Linked DNA regions of Gossypium hirsutum: region 1 is linked to region 2. The links are chromatin contacts, called in public Hi-C maps. All regions are on one chromosome and are shown on one strand. Each heading gives the region's core, a stretch centred on a gene start, on an enhancer-like site or on the middle of the called end of the contact. The rest is flanking DNA. Distances are from core to core; before and after follow the strand shown. Region 1 holds the start of LOC107948634 (probable E3 ubiquitin-protein ligase HERC3). Region 2 overlaps LOC107948637 (norbelladine synthase).

Evidence for each region. A called contact is a pair of places that touch in the nucleus more often than the background predicts.
Region 1: a contact with region 2 is called in a Hi-C map of leaf, with 1.7 times the contacts expected there. The contact joins the promoter of LOC107948634 here to the enhancer-like site in region 2. A contact is called at or near these places in 3 of 34 Hi-C or Micro-C datasets (anther, leaf and seedling).

What each region holds. Positions count from the first base shown.
Region 1 is chrA04:6,044,993-6,047,920 of Gossypium_hirsutum_v2.1, reverse strand. LOC107948634 (probable E3 ubiquitin-protein ligase HERC3) reads left to right here and starts at 1,389. Exons shown (of 6, transcript XM_016883258.2): 1 at 1,389-2,360. The coding sequence starts at 2,019.
Region 2 is chrA04:5,888,246-5,891,099 of Gossypium_hirsutum_v2.1, reverse strand. All of the region lies in intron 2 of LOC107948637 (norbelladine synthase), which reads left to right. Among protein-coding and RNA genes, the nearest start is that of LOC107948637, 13 kb to the left of the region's middle. Within about 2 kb of position 1,274, at least 9 of the 9 cell types and tissues checked have an H3K27ac peak or open chromatin away from gene starts, as enhancers often do. A contact at or near this core is called in leaf, where this site is marked.

The DNA.
Region 1 (2,928 bases), core at 140-2,639, 160 kb before region 2:
TATGACACAGTGATGCAGATTAAGCTGGAAATCATGATATATAACTATCAACCATTAATTAGGCTTTCAATTTGGGATTCATTACCATCTCTTAATGTGACAAGAGACAACCTAACTTTTTTTTTCTCTCTCCTGATCCTTCTCATTGTCTCTAGAAAAAAAATCAAACTTATCATCATCCATCATTATTTAAACTTATCCATTAATTAAAACAATAATATATGTATAAACCGACTTGCATTATGCCGACTTAGGGAAGGTATAAATAAAAAATAATTATATGAAACTGGGATACCATATTAGTTGTATCCCTTTCCAACAATTTAATGTCATTTTAACATTTTCATTCTAAATTTTAACATATCATGTTTTATTTGATTTTTTTTCAAGATAATAATAATGAAATTTAAGATGAAAATGCCGTAAACTTTTCATTATATATACGTGAATTAGAAACAATTAAATGAATTGATAGCTTTCTTAAAGCTTTGGTATTATTGCTTCTTTAAACATTCGATCTAATTTTATCTTCTATTCAATTTAATCCCTCATTTCTTTTGCATAAATTATTTTATATTTGCTCCCTCAATTACTTCAACCGTTAAAAACCACATTAGACAACCACAAACTTTCACTACAAACTATAAAACCAACATAAAAAAAATTAAAAACATTATAAATAATGGAATTGTGGTTTCCACGTCGCAAGTTTTGAGGATTCACGTGTCAATCAATCTTCGGACAAAATAGAAGGGTAGAACGACAGGTAGTGGAAATCCACGACCAAACACAAAAAACGGACCAAAGCTTCCGATTCGTAGATTTTGTGCTGTAAACCAGAAGACAAATACCTAGCTGCATCGCTTTTGACGTTAGTTAGCCAATCCTCATTCGACACGTCATCTAAAAGAAAAACTTTCTCATCCGTGTTGAGATGTTATTGACTCTCTTCACATGGTTATCTTAGGATTGATTCTATCAAACAAATTTGTAAACTTTAATAATTTAGAGTTAATGATGCCATCCCCTTATGTATCAAGTTAAGAAACAGGCTTACAACTACGTTTTGTCTAATTTAAGAACATAAAATCATTTTTATAATCTTCCCACCAATTATAAGCATTACATAAGAAAAATTATATAGAGACAAAACTCATATAAAGTATATAAGTTTCAACTTTTATTTAAATAATATTTTAAATCAACTCGATTTAAATAAATTTGATTTAAATTTGTGACCCAATTCGACTAAATCAAATTTATTTGAGTTGTTATTATTATTTTTAAAATTAGACTGAATTAACTAATCGAGTAAATTGAACCAAGAATCAATTGAAGTATTAATCCAAAATAAAAGATTAAATTCGAATAAATCGAGTTGATTGATTAAACCAAAAACCGATAATGCATGGTTGTTGGACTATAGATTCAATGCGGAAAACCTTGGTTGGCAGTATCTTTTCCTTCATGCCTTCTTTACATCTCCTTTTTCATTTTTAAATTTAATTATTTTACAAATAACGTACTTTTCAGCTCAATTTTCCACTTCCAATTTTTCGGTGGAAAAAGAAAAAGAAAAAGCAAGAAAGGAAAAATCCTTCTTTTGGTAGTGATCGATCTTCACTGATTTCCTTAACTTATTTTTTTCTTTAATTGTTTCTTTCTTCAATCCAATCTCAAACTTTTGAAATTCTGGTAATCCTCTGTTTTTTAAATCCATTTTCTGCAGATTAATTTAAAAAAAATTCTGAATTTCTCATTCTCTTGACAACGAAAATCAACGGTGATCTAGTGATCCGATCCATCCCATCTGATGATTAGTTTCCAATCAAAGCATCAATCGCAATTGAATTTCTCAATTCTCCTTCCTTCCGATGCTTTCTTTATAATTTGTTTTAATTGCTTAAGATTTCGCCTCAAAATTTGATAAATTTTCTTTTTCTCTTGTTTCTTTTTCTTAGAAATCGAAACCCTAAATCCGTTACATTTCCAGTTAAAAGAAAATCAAAAAATTTTCAATGGCTGATCGGAGTAGGCTATTTTCGATTGACGATCTGCCGTCGCATCTAATTTTGGAAATTTTAACGTCCGGTAAACGGTTAAGTGCCGTTGACCTAGTGTCGCTGGAGCTGACTTCGAGAACATTCGGAGGGTGTCACGGTGTTTATCCCACGAAATGCAGGTCGCTGGTTGATTTAGCCGCGTTTCAATTGTGCATGACGAATGGGATATATATAGGGATGAGTTGTAGTAGTCAAAGGGACATTTTTGAACGGTGTGATGGAAATTGGAAGCGACTTTTGAGGTTTTTGCAATCAGTAGAGCAATCGTCGGACATGGTCCAAACCTCTGCAGGCAATGTAACTATTTCTTTTTTTTTTTAAATATATTAATTTTGATCATTTTGCTTTTAGAATTAATAATTTTTTGTACTTTTGCCTGTTAACTTGAGAAATGGCTGAGAATTTAGTTGGGATTTAGTTTCTGTTTGGTTTCTTATGGTTTGCTCTTTTTGGTGTGTTCGGATATAATAGAAATACTAGTTCTGAAGGAAGTTAAAGTTACATTACAGTTTTTTGAATATTAAAATGCCTGGTTTTTAGTTTTTTATGGAGAATTATGATTTAAATGGTTAGCATAGATGGTTTAAAGCAATTTCCGGGGCAACATAAAGGAAATAGCAGAAAGTAAGTGATAGAAGCAACAATTGTACAAATGCTTAAATTACAACTTAAGTTGAAATTTGGCTGAACTCTACCTGCTTTCACTGTGGATTATTCAGTATTAATTTGGTTGCATTTTTGCTGGCTTTAGTAATTAGTTGTTTGATGGTTCCTTATCATTCATTTTTTTGCTACACAAAGAGGTTCGTTTCTTTTTTTTCATGTCGATACTTGATTGCATCTTTCAAATCTCTTATGTTTCTGT
Region 2 (2,854 bases), core at 25-2,524:
CTATGGAACCAAGAACTAACTAAACCAAAATTAGAACTCAATTATTTGCTCGACGATTCACAAATTTTCCTAAATTTCCTCGTTGAGCTCACCAATTTACCATACTTTCAATTTGGCCCTATATTTATTTCCTATTTGGGTTCTTCAAGATATCTGGGTGTGACAACTCCTCTACCCTTAAAGAAAATTTTGTCCTCGAAATTTCCTCTCGTGCTTACTCTTAGAGGCAGACTCCAACTACTTTACTTAATCTTCTTCATAACATAGTTGTGGACACCTTTATTTTTCCTGAATGCTTTAGTGCCGACCTTTCACTTACAAATTCTTTATGAAACTGTTTAGTCCACACGACAGGTTTGATCTCATTCATAAAAGGCAATCAGCTACATAAGTATGGTCCTGTGTCAATCCTAGCGAATCATTGACTTCACCACGAAGCTGGTGGGTGGTTCCTAAATCAACATGAATTATATGGAAGACATTCGGTAGACAACCAGTTCTAGCGAACATTTCTACTCTTTTTGGTTATCGCTATTTATGAAAACCCTACCCGAGGTCAATGTGTGTCAAACACCGATTGGGAGACTTGAACCATCTCTGGTAACTTGGAACCTAACTTCTCACAGACATTTGGATATTTAAAATCAAGTCATAAGGATAAGGTAATTTTTTTCTTCAAATATTAGGTTTCCTTCAAAAAAATTTCTTGCCGATTTAGTTTTCTTAAAAAAGTTTCAACTATTTTTCCTTTTCCCTCCCTCTCTTCTTCCCAAGTTTCCCCTCTCTAGGGTCTATCATTCTAACAAGATTTCCCATCTTCCAGGTAATCTTTTCTTCACCCCATTACCTCTTCTCCATATTATACTGCAATCTCGACATGCCCAAAATTAGGCCATCATCAGAAGGGAGGAGAATGGACTACAATGGTTGGGATCAGAGGGGTTAAGGTAGCCATAAGCCTTTTTTAGCAAATTAGCTTAGGCCATCCAGTTACAGAACTGGAACGTCCATAAAGTCAACATATTTCAAATGTACGACTACTCACGAGGATATGTTCAAACATTTATCAGTCAAAGGAATCAAATTGCCCAATTTTGCTTACAATTTTGAAGTGGTGGAAGGAGAATTACGGTTGAGTGACTGCCGCAATGTGTTTAGCCTCCTTTTACATCTATTATTTTTTACTTTTTTGAAGGACCGCGGGATTGTAGCTAGGCAACTTACTGGTACTTGGTCGACTCTGGTGGCTTACTTCTTTGACTAGAGCAAACACTGGGAGCCACTATTCCTTGGCGTATTTCAGCACTTTTACCAATTAGAGGTTATTCCCTAAGGGATCTCAGCTAGAATGGTCCACTTCTACACTTTTGAGAGTCACGAATCTATAATTCAAAGTTCCTCTTCGAGTTTCCACTCAGACTGCCAAAAGTTCATACGGTGAGGAAAAAGCTCGATAATAGTTTTGGCTTTCCCAGTAGGTGGTCTATCCCTCATGAGACTTTTTTTCTTCAGTGAAAACCAATCTTTTTCAACCTCTCCAGGTTATAATACAATCGCTTAAGGATGGGGCATCCCCTAAAATTGGACAAACTCTTAACAGTAGGGAATGTTTTTTATTACTGTCTAAAAGAGCAAAGCCCTAATGGCTATAAATCAACAGATTTAGCATTGGGTGCGGACCCCGAAATAGTAAAGTCTGCCAATAAAGCATGGCCTTATGGAGTCTCTGATGAATTGGCCCAATCCTTCCTCCTAATCATGGAAGCCATAGGGTGGGCGACAAGCTTAATAAACACATGGAAAAATGTAAAAATAAATAAATGAAAATGTGTGAACAAAGGGACTTGAACTTAGGACCACTAGGATAGCTAAGAAGTATTAAACCACTAGACCACTTCCTTCCCTATTCTGATTCTTGCGCCAACAATCATAAAATATAGGATGTGACATTTTCTTCCACATTTTTTTTGCATGCCTGATTCCGGTTTATATCATCTCTCACAATTGTCTCAATTTTTAATAATTCACTTGAATTTTATACTAACCTGAGGAACTAATTAGACCTAACCTAACATTTATATAGAGGCATTCACGTAACTTCCTATTTCCAAATGATTGACTAAACCAAAACTCTAATACCACTAAATTTGTAACACCCTATACCTGACCCGATTGACCAGTTCGAATACTAGGTGTTATATTAACCCGAATAACTTAACAACGTTTCAAATCTTATAAAATTTTCACACTTCAACAGTATCAAATTTAAAAGTTTGACTTCTAATATATACTTTATCATATGTGTTTTAAGTCTTTACAAAATTTCCTAACAGATGTTTACAACTTTGCGATGAGGTTATAAGATAAGTTTATCCAACTAATCCCCTGAGGCATGGCCTCTAATAGTGCCTTTCTATATACATGAAACAACCTCTTTGCCCTACTCTAACACTAGTGGGGTCCGGTTTGGCCCATCCTTTGGATATATGGTCTTTATCTACCCTGCACCCACGCAGTAAATTTTTATAAGTTCAGAAGAACTTAGTAAGATCTTTAAAATAAATTCATGCAAGGCATTATAAATATTAAGAAACTTAAATTCCTGGCTCAAAATTTAACTCCCTATTTTTGTAGGAGGATTTACAAATTTAGTAAACAAGGCCAATGTCACTTTTCTCTCTGAGCAAACTCTAGGCAGACCTGATCCTTGGTCTGGCCATAACCATGTTTTCTCATTGGGGTTTCACACCATTGATCATTGACCCACATCCCTAATACTCGTATTCACTACTCTTAATTGGTGACGCTCAATGTTTTCCCAAATAATGACTGTAACTGTAGGTTCTTACCAAAA